Linked DNA regions of Hordeum vulgare: region 1 is linked to region 2. The links are chromatin contacts, called in public Hi-C maps. All regions are on one chromosome and are shown on one strand. The core of a region is the stretch at or near the end of the contact, and the rest is flanking DNA. Distances in the headings are between cores, read along the strand shown. Region 1 has its middle 190 kb from the start of LOC123426144. Region 2 holds the start of LOC123426144 (glucose-6-phosphate/phosphate translocator 2, chloroplastic-like).

Evidence for each region. A called contact is a pair of places that touch in the nucleus more often than the background predicts.
Region 1: a Hi-C map of seedling shows a contact between it and region 2, with 2.4 times the contacts expected there. The contact joins the enhancer-like site here to the promoter of LOC123426144 in region 2. A contact is called at or near these places in 1 of 6 Hi-C or Micro-C datasets (seedling) and 1 of 1 datasets of contacts at active chromatin or transcription factors (embryo).

The regions. Positions count from the first base shown.
Region 1 is chr2H:207,711,182-207,718,240 of MorexV3_pseudomolecules_assembly, reverse strand. No RefSeq gene overlaps it. Among protein-coding and RNA genes, the nearest start is that of LOC123426144, 190 kb to the right of the region's middle. Within about 2 kb of position 2,395, at least 1 of the 3 cell types and tissues checked has open chromatin away from gene starts, as enhancers often do. A contact at or near this core is called in seedling, where this site is marked.
Region 2 is chr2H:207,519,257-207,526,171 of MorexV3_pseudomolecules_assembly, reverse strand. It overlaps LOC123426144 (glucose-6-phosphate/phosphate translocator 2, chloroplastic-like), which reads left to right and starts at 4,748. Exons shown (of 5, transcript XM_045109918.1): 1 at 4,748-5,395; 2 at 5,521-5,746; 3 at 6,059-6,281; 4 at 6,502-6,715; 5 at 6,822-6,915. The coding sequence starts at 4,748. The coding sequence ends at 6,833.

The DNA.
Region 1 (7,059 bases), core at 1,146-3,645, 190 kb before region 2:
AACTAACTTGAGGACTTAGAAATAAGTGAATGTTGTTGAGGACTTGGAAAGCTCAAATATAAGTATATGTGTATATAGTCAATGAAGAATACATTTTAAAAAGTGTGAAGAATTCGAACTTTTGAGGAATTTGGAAACTTGAGGAATTTGAAAATTTTCAAGAATTTGAAGATTTGAATAACTTGCAAAAGTCTCAACTTTGAAGAATTTTAACTTGGGTTGGTGGTATAACCCACCGTATAACAATGATGATTTCACACACCGCGTACAATTGTCGTAGGGTCCTCAGAATCAAATTCTTCATTAATTTCTTCACACTTAGCGTGTGATTATTCATTGATTGAAAAAAAGTTACTTCGTGTGTTGCACATCTAAGTCGTCAATTTTTCATAAGTGTTAGGATGTTTGTCCTTTCATAGAACATTCGAAGATTCTAAGATATTTAGCTCACACCACAACTTGCAAAATCTCTTTTCACCCAAGGGCTTTGTGAAGATATCTGCTAGTTGTCCTTAAGTCTTCACGTGGTCGAGGAACATTTTGCCCTTGAGTACATAATCACGAAGAAAATGTTGACTAATCTAGATGTGCTTGGTCTTCGAGTGTTGTAACACCACAAAAAATTTACCATGATTTTATTAATAAAATTATTTTTTTCAGCAATATTAATATTTACTTTTTGGATCTTCTCTTGGTTTGAGAACCAATATTTTCCCTTCATCTTAAAATCTTTCCCCCTCTAATAATTTTTTTGAAAAATATGGTTGGACTTGAATGTTTGACTTAAGATCTTCCTTTTCACTTTTAATATTTGAGTGAGAAATATTTTCATAATTAAACTTGCCTCACTTAATTCCTTTAAATGCATGTTTTATTATTTAAGGACCTCTATTGCACTACAAGTCTTTTAAATATTCTTTTAAAAATTCTGTAAAAATTTGGAGATGTCCTGTGATGCATAGGGATCACTTTTATACAAAAATCCATCTTGGTCTTTTGAAAATTTTAAGCACACCATCCTCATTTCTATTCTAGCCCAGTTTAGCACTTTGAACTACAACCCTATTTTATTTTGCCAGAAAGCCCATGGGATTTTTACTGCTTGAAGTAGAACCTATCAAACCCTTAAGTCCAAGAGTTTAGACCCATTGGAATATTTGTAGCACATGCATTAATGCCCTATAGTTTCTGTCCAAATAAGTTTTTCTCGAAAATTTGTACTAACAAGTTTATGTTTTTTCCAAACTCTTGACCATCACACCCGCACCTAAAGAGACCCCAATCTATAGATTTTGGCCACCAGCAAAACCCTTATATGGCCATAGCATTTTGTCAAGCACATGGTGTGCATGGAAAGAATTGGCATGATGATTGCTTTGTTCTGTGAAGTTGCTTGCAGGGCCAAACCAGCATGTCCACTAGACCTCTCCCAACCACCCAAGTTGTCTTGTTAATTTCGAGCCCCAGCTAAGTCGTGTAGCATGCTCTCGCACTGTGTCCACCACCTGGCGTGCGTGCCCCAGGCGCATCCAGAGCGCGCCTATTGCATGCGTTTGAAACCGAGACGTCGTTCCCACCTACCCCTGCGCCCATGACTTTCCGTGGTGACTAGCTATGCAGCCTTTCCCCTGCTAGCATTGCTACCCCCTCCCCCCACCCCCCACCCCACGTGCCAGAGCCACTGATGTAGCCGCCCTTGGCAGCTAGCCGCTAGCAGTGTCCACCCCTGTCGTAGCAGAGTCGTCCCAGCTCCCGCAGCCCGCCACCTCGCCCCCTAGAGCAGTGATCCCTTCGTCCACGAGCTTCTGCATCGATCACGAGCATCGCCATGTCATCCCTAGCAACAGAACGGCTGTGTCGATGATCTAATCCATGGGAGACCTCAGAACCAACGTCCCCCTCATTCCCTTGAGGCAAGCACCCTTCCTCCATTCCTTTGAGGCAACTAGTGAGACTCGATTTAGCCAGAGGCCCAGAGCCCCTTTCTTCCCCACCTCTGTGAGAACTGCCGCCACAGCCCCTCGGCTAAATTCGCCACAACCACCCAACCACTCCTTGAGCTGTCGGAGCTAGGAACCACCAGAGCCACCTAGATCCCTCCCCGCATCCCAATCCTCCAGAGGGAAGTCACTAGCGATGGTGCCATTTTGGCCGACGTCGGTGTCCGCTGTGGAGCTCATCGTTAGAAGCTTCGACCACTTCAACACGCGTGGCATACCGCCACAGGATCGTCGTAACGCGTGTACCCCGTCCCATGCCCAGAGACCAAGGAGACACCCTCGTTCACCGGTGAGGAATGCCGAAGCTCCGTTGTAGTTCGGCCGTGGGAGAGAGGAGGTGTCTAACTGGTCAAACCTGACCAGTGAGCCCGAGGGTCCGACCATCAGTGACACCTGCCCTCCTGAGGTGTTTAAGTGGAAACGTATTCCTGCGTAATATGCTTTCATCAAGAGAATACGTAAGGTCTACCGAACTATTTTCTTTTATGTAATTTATTTAAAAACCAATCTTTGACCCCAACTTTGATCAGCCCTATCTTTTTAACCAAAGCTCCAAATGAGTTGACTCTTTTCCCGGCTGCTTCAAATTTCCTCTAGTTTATTTTAGAATTTATTTGAAAAAATTCAAAATAACTTTTTGGTACTGTTTTGGAATGGTGTGCTGAACTCAATATTTTCAAAATAGGAAATGGAGGGAAGATTAAACGTTCAAAAGTTTTGGAGTCAGCCCCTACCTTATTAATACTCAAGGCAAGCATCTTGAACACCAATATGATTTGGTTGATCGGTAAATTTTGGTGGTGCTTGAATTCACGGTTGTGGTGATGAAGTGAGAATATTTACAAGGTGATATTTGATGTATTTTGTTTGTGATGAAAACCCCATTTCTGTTCAACATGGTGTGCATGTGACAGTAGTCACTTCTTCATGCCACACATGCCGATGCTAACTGGATGAAATTTGGAGGAAGGTCACATCTCGGGTAGACACGACCGTGGGACGGGTATCCCATTGTGATGGGGATGATCCACAGAGGCGTGGTGGGGCATGATAGGAGCGACTCTATTAGATAAACTGTTAAGAAAATCCTGGTGTGCTAACCTTGGAGGGAATACATAAGCCTCCTGAGCCGACCATGGATTGAGTCTTGTTCTAGTAACCTCCCATACTTGTTTCATCAGATTTTCTACCATGGATTTACTACCACTTGTCCCTACCATTGGTAGGGTACGGTTCAGTAAATCTTCAACCGCTTTCTTGACACACACCATACACAGAGGACACAGTGGAATATACTAGTGATGCATCTCGTAGGCAAGCCCCTTGGTTTGGGGGCATCGGTGTTTCCGGCCTAGGTCCGAGAGGGGGGAACCCCTTAGTAGCGCGGTGAATAAATTTGATCCCATGCTAGTGGATATTGTAATCTACCCCTTAGAGTTTTACTTAACAAGTGTTGTGGGTGATCCTAGGCATCGGGAAGTTATACTGTTATGTGTGGATCAGGTGTGTTTTCAACTCAAAGACCGTAATCGGAATTATTTGACATTTCTGTTTGACTAAAGAAATCCGTTACACATGGGTAAAGGGTATAACCTCTGCAGAGTTTTGTAATTATTAGGATAGCCGTGTCCGCGGTTAAGGACTATAGTGTGGGATAGGTCAAGTGTCGGTCTGAGAGTCGGTCTTCGGAGGAAATTAATTTAACTATGAGGTTAGCTATTACTCATGGTGGATGACCATATCTCTATTATTGTGCACTGATCTCTTTTTGTATATGAATCTGGAATATCCCAGGGATGGTTCTACCTCCTGGATATTCAGAGTTGTGACTATGTTACAATCCCTATATGCGGTGTCGCTCAAACGCCCGACTGTGCAAGCCGTTATTATTTCATACAATCCCTATATGCGGTGTCGCTCCGATGCTGAACTGCGGCACTCATTTTATTATTTCATATAAGCCCTATATGTGGTGTCGCTCAGACGCCCGACTGTGACATGCACTTTATTATTTCATATAAGCCGTGTATGCGGCGTAGCTCAGACGCCCGACTATGGCACGCATTTTATTATTCATATTAGCCATTTATGCGGTGTCGCTGAGAAGCCCAACTAAGGCATGCTTTATATCTTTATCCTTTCGAGGCGTCGCTTCAGACACCTGGTCGGAATATTTTATGTTCTTGGAAATTTTGGGAGGATTACCGCCCGATGTTCCATTTTTATTTTTATTCATTGATTGCTTATTTAATTCTCAGTATAGATAAATTACCTTATTGCTTGCATTTATGAGTTTACCTCATGACTGACTGAATACCGTTCAATAATCTTTCAGTGAATAATAATCAATTGTTATTTTATGACTGTTTTCGTGATATTTGCGAGTACATTCAAAGTACTCACTAGCTTGTCCCTGGATATTGTCTTGGCCATATTGCATATTTGGAGAGGAGCATCCTGACGACAGACCTGAAACCTAGACACCAAGGATAGAAGTTGTGCGAGATAGGAATTAACCAGGTCAGTTGTCCCTATGGGAAATGGAGTCCCATAGACGTTGGTGATCCGCAAACCGCATCCGCCATCAACCACTAGAGACCTTTGTTGTACTCCATAGACCATCATGGTCTTGTACTCCAAAAATATGTATTTGCTTGGATAATTGTATCAAGGAAATGTGTACCATCTAACAACATTCCTAGGGTTGGTATGGACAAGGGTCATTTGATGGTAATTTAATATCCTGGAAAATTACCCCCTTACAACGTTGGTATCAGATCCATGATGGCCATTGGCTAATCCTATCTTATCCAGGTCAATAAAACACTAGGTAACCACCCAAAACCCATTGTCCAACCCACACACAAGCCTGTCCTAACCAATAGCATGAATATTGTCAACCGACACCTTACACTAGTCGGTGCCCAACCTATTAGACCAGCCCTGTGGTCACACGCCCGTGACCGACACCCCGAGTTCTCCTATTCTCAAGCGTGCGAGGGAAGACTCTGTTTCCTTTTCTACAAAGGGAATGATTGCCCTAGCCTAGCACACCACAACCACAATCACCTCCCAAGATGCTAGGCCCCGTTGCTCACAACGAGACCACTATAGTTGAGCAAGGAGGTTTTGTAACCATCCTTGCCAACCTCACCCGTCACGCCTTTGCAAAGAAAGAGCCCCAGAGTATGTTGTGTACCAACATCACACGAGTGATGCCATCTGTCACTTCTGGGCCACAATGCACATCCATGGCAAGGGTATCTCCACAGAGCGCCCCTAACGGTTTAGCAGAAGGTCAACTTCCTACGAGCCACAAGCCATCCAGCTAGCAGCTCGCTATAGTTTAACTTAAGAACAATTCGCCGAGGGTTAACTGTCGCTCGTTCTACTACTACCCTAGCCGTGATGGTTATGGTAGGCCACCCCAAGTCGAGAACGGAGACCATGAGATGGACCTCGGCCTGTTGCATCTTGTGCGCTACATAAGAGCGCAATAGGCACTGTAGGAGCAGGTCACCCTCGACCTGATTACACCTCACGGAGAGCTGGCTCGTCCGACCCCAAGGAGGAGAGAAGCGGAGCCCAATTCCACAAACCCAGTAGTGATGTTTGGAAGACCAATTGAGCCCTTGAGGTCTACCCCTCCTGCTGATCCAAATCATGCACTTGTGTCCCCTGAGGAGCTTTCCCGCATCTTGGGTATTTTCTCCAATGGGATGGTAACCATAGCACCCCGCAATGGACATCACCGCTACCTCAGCCTTGTATCCCCGTCTCCTTCCCCAAGCAACCCCGACGATGCAATACTAGGAGCCTAGACTCTGCAAGACCCGCTCACCTGGACGTCAACGAAGTAGACTAAGCCATAACACAACCTTAGAATTCCTATGCCATGTAATATTATGAGTTGGTATTGTCATGAATAAATGGGCACACTGTTTGTGTGCCATTATTTTAATAGTAACACTCGTGGCCATGTGTATGCCATTTGGCCATATTGTAAAATTTGAGCATAACCACCAGGAGCTAATCCCAACCGACCACCATGCTACCTCTTGAGCTTGGGTTGGTTTTCCCTTGAAGAGGAAAGGGTGATGCAGCGAAGTAGATAAGTATTTCCCTTAGTTTTTTTAGAACCAAGGTATCAATCCAGTATGAGGAACAAGTGAGACTCCAATAGTAGTACCTCCACAAATAATCAAACACTTGCACCCAATGCTATACAGGGGTTGTCAATCCCCTCAAAGTTATTTGCAAGGATGAGATCTGATAGAGATAGATATAAAATATTGATAGATCTGAAAGTAAAACTAAAGTAAATAAATTGCAGCAAAGTATTTTTGGTATTTTTGGTTTATAGATCTGAAAATATGATATGGAAAATAGACCCGGGGGCCATATGCTTCACTAGAGGGTTCTCTCATAAAGGAAAATAATATGATGGGTGAACAGATTACTATCGAGCAATTGATAGAAAAGAAAATAATTATGAAGATATCCAAGGCAATGATTATTCATATAGGCATCACGTCTGTGTCAAGTAGACCAAAACGATTCTTTATCTACTACTATTACTCCACACATCGACCGACTCCTTCCTGCATCTAAAGTATTAAGTTCATGAAGAACAGAGTAACGCATTAATTAAGATGACATGATGTAGAGGGATAAACTCAAGCAATATGGTGAAAACCCCATCTTTTTACCCTTGTTGGCAACAATACAATACGTGTATCGCTACCCCTACTGTCACCGGGAGGACATCGCAAGATGGAACCCAAAACTAAGCACTTCCCCCATTGCAAGAATTACCAATCTAGTTGGCCAAGCCAAACAAATATTTCGAAGAGACTTGCAAAGATAAGAAATCATGCATATAAGAATTTAGAACAGACTCAAATAATATGCATGGATAATTTAAACATAAACTCACAATTCATCGGATCTCGACAAACACACCGCAAAAGAGTATTACATCGGATAGATCTTCATGAAGATCATGAAGAACATGGTATTGAAGATCAAAGAGACAGGAGAAGCCATCTAGCTACTAGCT
Region 2 (6,915 bases), core at 3,499-5,998:
ACCTTTAGTCCCTCGAAACAAACGGATAGAGACTAGGGAATTTTAAGTTAGGACTAAAAAAAGTCTCAGGACTTTTGAAACAAAGCCTAAATGGTCGACGGTTTCTCCCTCATGCCGGCCGGGCGGCACACCGCACATGGCCTACTGTCTGCTCCTGCTATAAGACGCGCGATCGATCGGTGGATGCACGGGCCGAAACGGGGAAACCGTGCGCGTAACATAGCGCGGAGTGTGCGTCCCCCGCGCCGTCACTGATCGAGTGGCGGTGCAAGGCCAGCACAAAACACACGCACGCTGTGTGTGTCGTCGACGGAAAATTCTCCGGGCACAGGGAATCGTAGCCTGCGTGGTAAGTGGTGACAGCACCCCGCGTGCATGGCTCTCAAGGAACGGACGCGAGGCTGCGTGGTAGGTGTGGCCGGACGTGTCCGTGTGGGGCTACATCGCGCATGCGTACGTCTCGAGTGCTTTGCGTCAGGCACATGCACACATGCAGCAAACGAACCGACGCGCGTACGTGCCGAGTGCTTTGCGTCAGGCACATGCACATGCAGCAAACGAACCGAACCGAAACGAAACGAAACAGGTACGGCACGTAGCAGACGCGATCGAGCTAGCTACGTGTTCATACGTGTATCGGTCACTGGATGGTCGGTGTGTGTGTTGTATGTATAACCTGGTCGGCTAAATTCTTAGTACGTAGTAGTACGTCGTGGCAGTTGAACTGCCTAACGTCCATCCAGCACACCAACGCATGCTGTTAAACCCATCTCTTGGTCACCAATTCATCGTCCAAATATAGGAGCCAAAGCAACCGGGACGGACGAGTGAATCAAAATCGGCGACGACCAGACCAACAACAACAACAACAACGTGCGATGACGGACGATCGATCTCGCTCCGTGACAAAAGAAAAAATATCGTGGCAACGAATTACTAGAACGCGACGACAGGCAACAACCCACGTGGTCAGGAACCGCACGAACGGTGAGGAACGCGTGCACGAGCCGGGGTGCGCCACGCGGGCCCTCGAGCGCCCTCCGCCGCTAATGCTAATTGCTAAACCCGTCTCGGCATCTCGCGCCCCGGCTGAAGCACATCGGCCGGTTGGCACCGCACCAACGGTCGCGAGGCCGGGAGGAGGACGACCCCTCCGACAGCGGAGGGCCAACCTCGGATACGCCGGACAGCGACACGCCGGCGAGCCAGCGTCGTTCGCTCCAGGCTCCAGAGCATGCATGGTCCTGGACCCGGACGACGCAGAGTACGCTCCAGGCGGGCTTGCCTCGAAGTTTCGTCCGGCCAGTTCGCGAGCTGGGTAGGTGGCGTTGCGTTGTGAGATCCTTCGTCTCCCCCAGCCGACGGCTCAAAACCGTGGTCAGATTCATGCCGTCATTGCCGGCGGCATGCATGGATTTGACAACCATGTCCATGCGCATGCGGTGGTTGAGAGGGTTTTGTACCCTTGCTGCCTTTGCTGGTCCGGTGAGGCAATTTCCTTCTGAAAAATCCAGCAACTTTCGAAATCGACGGTGCAAAACACTGGTACCAAGGAAAAGTCAGACACATGCGGCTTATTACAGTACTTCCTCCATTTTAAAATATAATACATTTTAAAGATTACACTAGAAAACTACATACGAAGCAAAATGAGTGAATCTACGTTCTAAAATATGTCTATATACATATGTATGTAGTTCATAGTGCAATATCTAAAAGTTTTGTATTTAGGAACGGAAGGAATACAACTGAGGAACAGGCTGCTACACTGAGGGTGACCCCCGGTCTTCATAGATCAACGGATGGAAACTCCACTCGTTCCGAATAGAACAACTATATTGACGTTGCTAGGCCATTTCTTTTGTCAATTTTTTAAACGTGCAGAATAATAGTATTAGGAGTACAAGGCATGCATGAGTGTTGCAGGCTCACGCTTTGTTGTAAAGTCAAACGCACCATTCTGACTAGAAGCACGCGAAGCAGGTAAAGAGGTTTGGCTAGAGATTTCCTGAAAAAATAATGTCCTTTCGATTCATAATAAGACGGGCTAATTCTGTTCTTGACCTTTGGAGTGGGGACAACAACCGATGCTAATACCTCCCTGTCTACGAAGCAGCAAAAGAAATCCACCCAAAGAGGCCACTTGCACGGCGGTTTAGGGTTATCTAGTCCGTGAAACAATAGTTTATAAGGCGATGATTAGTAGGTCATATGAGAGGATGACCAACCATGGGACTGAGGCTCTGTTTGAAACCATAATAGATTATAATAATCTAGATTATGAACATAGATTATATAATATGGTTTATATAAATAATCTAGGTGGGCATGTTTGGAGGACAGATTATATAAACTGTAAACCAGCTTTTAAATTGTACAATGACATGTTTGCCCTTAGTTTACAAGGAAAAATAAAAAAGTGGCGGTGGCACTGCGTAATTCTCTTAAAGTTTACAAGGATAACACGTCATTTGTAATCCATAATCTCATTTTAGCTGGGGTAGAGGAGATTATGAGATTATAATAATCTGATCATCTAGTTTATAAAATCTACAATATAAATTGTCCTGTTTGGAAATACAATAGATTATAAAAACCAGATTATATAATCTGGGTGGTTCCAAACAGGGCCTAAGCTCGGCGGCTATTACATCTCATTTTCTACCAAGGAGTGGCTCTTTCGATTTCTAAAGCTTGGTATATAACAAAGGACATTTGCAGGTGTCTTTTGTCGGTTTAGTGTTCTTGTTTTTTTGCGCGTAAAGTTTTTTTTTAATGCTCCAACAAAAGGCTTATGATAAAAAAAAAAGCAGCTAGTATGTTTTTTATGTGATTTTATTTTTCTATTGTTCGTTTGTGCCTTGTCTTTTCGTTGTACTGTATATTATTTCCCTTGATGATCACTATTAGATATTAAAAGCCATTCAATGTATTTAAAAAATCATCTCTATTTTTATTTCATATATAAATAATCCTATTCATTTTCAAGTGATATATAAATTATATAGCTAGAAGGTATGGAAACGAACAAAACTACAAAAGTATGCTCTGATTTACATCAATGGATTTCCTCTCGCTACTTCTACAATGAGAAAGGCATTCACCTCACTTTATAAGTAAAGCCACAACCCAACTTACATCGATCATTACAACAAGGAAAAAAAGAATACAACGAAGATACATGATATCGAAGGAGCCACTAACAAGGTCTGAATGGACCAAGGACAAGCTTGTAGATCAAGGCCCTTCGTGAACTAAGATCATGCAATCGATATGACCAAAATAAGGTAGCACCCCGTCACTAGAGGAAAACCACACTCCATCAACTCACATGAGGCCATCATAGATGTTTTGGCAAAGAAGGCCCCATGCCGCCTTGTCTTGGATCGAAGGAAGACGCACCTGTCGGCAGGTAAAGCCACTCACCCTCGAGCTCATATGACCTGGACCAACGGGTTGTGAGGGAGAGGATGACCAGCACAACAACCTCACCTTGCAATGCAGCACCCTGTGCATCACCATGCCTCTCACAAGGACCAACGTCAACCGCAAGCAGCCGAGCGGGACCTTCTCTCTAGAATCCGGTAGTGTCCCACCAACACCGTAGTCCCGACCGACACTCTAGAGTCCCAAGGTGGCGTCTTCAAGAAGTTTAACGGCGTTGGAGCGTCGTCGCCACCTAGTCCGGAGATTTTCGGGTTTTCACCCGGGACTCTGAGGTGGAGGGCAAGGTAGGATCTCAATGCCACATACAGTAAGGGGAATGATGCCCATGGCACCACCGTCATCGTGGTGGTTGTAGCCAGCTAAGGGATTCTCCCAATCCACAACACCGTACCTCCCATCCCCATCTAGCCACTCGGTCAAGCCAAACAAGCAAGGGAGTAGTAATGGGTAGTCGAGGCAGGAAGGGGATCGAGGAAGGAGACCACCATCTCATATCCGCTCCAAGGACCGACGAGGAGGCCCCGAGAGCATGCTCCATGTTTGTTACCGACCTGCTACCCGCGCGGCCAAGGGTGGTGCACCTCCGCATCGCGCCCACAATCCACTACCATGCCTCTGGGCGTACCGCACGCACCAACCCACCACCACGGAGCCCTTCACACCGTAGTTGTTGTCTGTCGCAACGCCGCTGCACCCTCAACCAGTCCAGCACCACTCTCATACCTCACCAGCCCATGTATGCCGCCATCGAGCAGGGAAAGAGCGGCCCGACTGCTGCCGACGTCGACAGGGGTTCGCCCGTCAGCGCGAGCCGATGACGGCGATGGAAGGGAGAGAGGGAAAGGGGAGAGATGTGCTGGCAGCTAGGGTTTCCCCTTCAGGATACTCATGGGAGTGATACGGGTGGGGAGGGAAGGGGGAGAAGGAAGAGCAACCGTTTTCACTCCCCGCTACTACTATGAGCTCATAGGTGTCAACAAAGTTGCTATAGTAAGATGGATGCTCAAGAACAAGCTTTGCTCACGGTGCGTCACCGATAGATAGAGAAGGAAGACGAAACCAATTTCTTCAATGACTTGTCTATAATTTTATGTTCTTGTAAGAAACTCCTCGTAGGGACGTACCTTTAAGCCTTCTTGCTAAAAAATAAATAAATAGAAGAGGATAAAAAATAAGAATATTCACAAGATATTCTAGTATCATATTGCAGGAAAATAGGAAACGAATTAACGAATAAACAAAAAAAATGCATCTAAAAAAGGTACTAAAACCAGTGGTGAAAAGATCATGAACTGGCCAAACCGCCTCCCTTCTCCTTCGCGCATTCACCATAAATACCTTCTTCATCCCCATCTCCCCCTCCACCGTCACAAACCAGAGGCACAAAACCGCAGCAGGCGCATACCACCGCAACACCCAGACAAACCCCAAGAAATCACTAGCCGCGCCTCCCTCCGCCAAAATGCTGGCCGCCGCCGCCGCCGCCTCCGTGAAGTTCTCCCCGGCGTCCGCCGGTACCGGTACCACAACCAAGTTGGCCTTCAAGCCTGTCCACCTCCCTCCCCTCCCCAACGCCGTCCGTCGTCCCCTCTCCCTCTCGGCGCGGCCTCTGTACCGCCAGGAGCCGTTCCTGGCGGCGACCCGCAACGACCGTGCCGCGTCAATGGCGCCCCCTGCAGCCACCGCGGATGGCGCGCGGCCGGTGGAGACGGCGGCCGCGCCGGAGGCCGCGAAGAGCGCCAAGATCGGGGTCTACTTCGCCACGTGGTGGGCGCTGAACGTGATCTTCAACATATACAACAAGAAGGTGCTGAATGCGTTCCCGTACCCGTGGCTCACGTCGACCTTGTCCCTGGCCGCCGGCTCCGCCATCATGCTCGTGTCCTGGGCCACCAGGATCGCCGAGGCGCCCCAGACGGACCTCGATTTCTGGAAGGCTCTCTCTCCGGTGAGCGTGCGCATGCGCATGGTTTCTCGGCGCGCCCTCTTCTTGCCAATCTCACCGGCCTGTACGTGTTCTAGATGTGCTGATGCCCGTGTATCGGGATTTCTTTATTTTTTGTGTCCGTGCAGGTGGCGATTGCGCACACGATCGGGCACGTGGCGGCGACGGTGAGCATGGCGAAGGTGGCCGTGTCGTTCACGCACATCATCAAGAGCGCGGAGCCGGCCTTCAGCGTGCTCGTCTCGAGGTTCTTCCTCGGCGAGCACTTCCCGTTGCCGGTTTACTTCTCCCTCCTCCCGATCATAGGTGGATGCGCTCTCGCCGCCGTCACCGAGCTCAATTTCAACATGATTGGTGAGCAATCTGCAGACTCCCATTTTGTTGAATCTTGAAATTACCTCCAGCAGATACTCATCACTACATAAGAAATATCGTCACTTTTGCTAGTACACAAGAGATATTTTTCAGTAGTACTCCACTTCCGATTTCCGAAGAACCTGAACTGTCCACAAATCCTGAGGTCTATAATTTAGCACGTATTATATACCAAAACCTTTTACCTTTGATATCAAAATTGGACAACGTTGTAGGTGGATTAATTGAAGGATATATAGATTTTGTTTGACATTGTTAATTTTGATAGCACGTGTGTTGAATTCACTATAGGATTCATGGGGGCGATGATCTCCAACCTGGCTTTCGTGTTCCGTAACATATTCTCCAAGAAGGGGATGAAGGGCAAGTCGGTGAGCGGGATGAACTACTATGCCTGCCTCTCCATGCTGTCCCTGGTGATCCTCCTCCCTTTCGCCTTCGCCATGGAGGGCCCCAAGGTGTGGGCTGCAGGCTGGCAGAATGCAGTCGCCGAGATCGGTCCCAACTTCGTCTGGTAAGCTCCATCACGTGACTGCTTGCCAGTTCGCTGTCATAAGTTCACAACTACCATGCCAGTTTTGTTAATGAACTTTGGAGACCAACTATAGCATAGCAGTACAGCATTCGCACTTCAGAACTGACACTAGTTCATTCACACAAGACCGAGATTTGGATAGTCTCTGTGATAATTCAGTTGGTTCATGTGTATGAATGGATTCCTCTCTTGCTTGTAGGTGGGTGGCGGCGCAGAGCGTGTTCTACCACCTGTACAACCAGGTGTCGTACATGTCGCTGGACGAGATCTCGCCGCTGACATTCAGCGTGGGCAACACCATGAAGCGTATCTCGGTCATCGTCGCGTCCATCATCATCTTCCGCACGCCGGTGCAGCCCGTCAACGCGCTCGGGGCGGCCATCGCCATCCTCGGAACCTTCATCTACTCCCAGGTGATCCATCCCACACGTCTCACTTACCTCACCACGTACGTAAGGAAGAAGGAAGCAAAGCAATTCAGAATTTGACGCTAAAACTTTGTTGACCTCGTGTTTGCAGGCAAAGCAGTAATGGAAATCATCGAAACGATGTCTCTTCCGACGAGAGTCGGCCCGGCGTTCGGACATTATATGTTGTTGAGCATATATATATC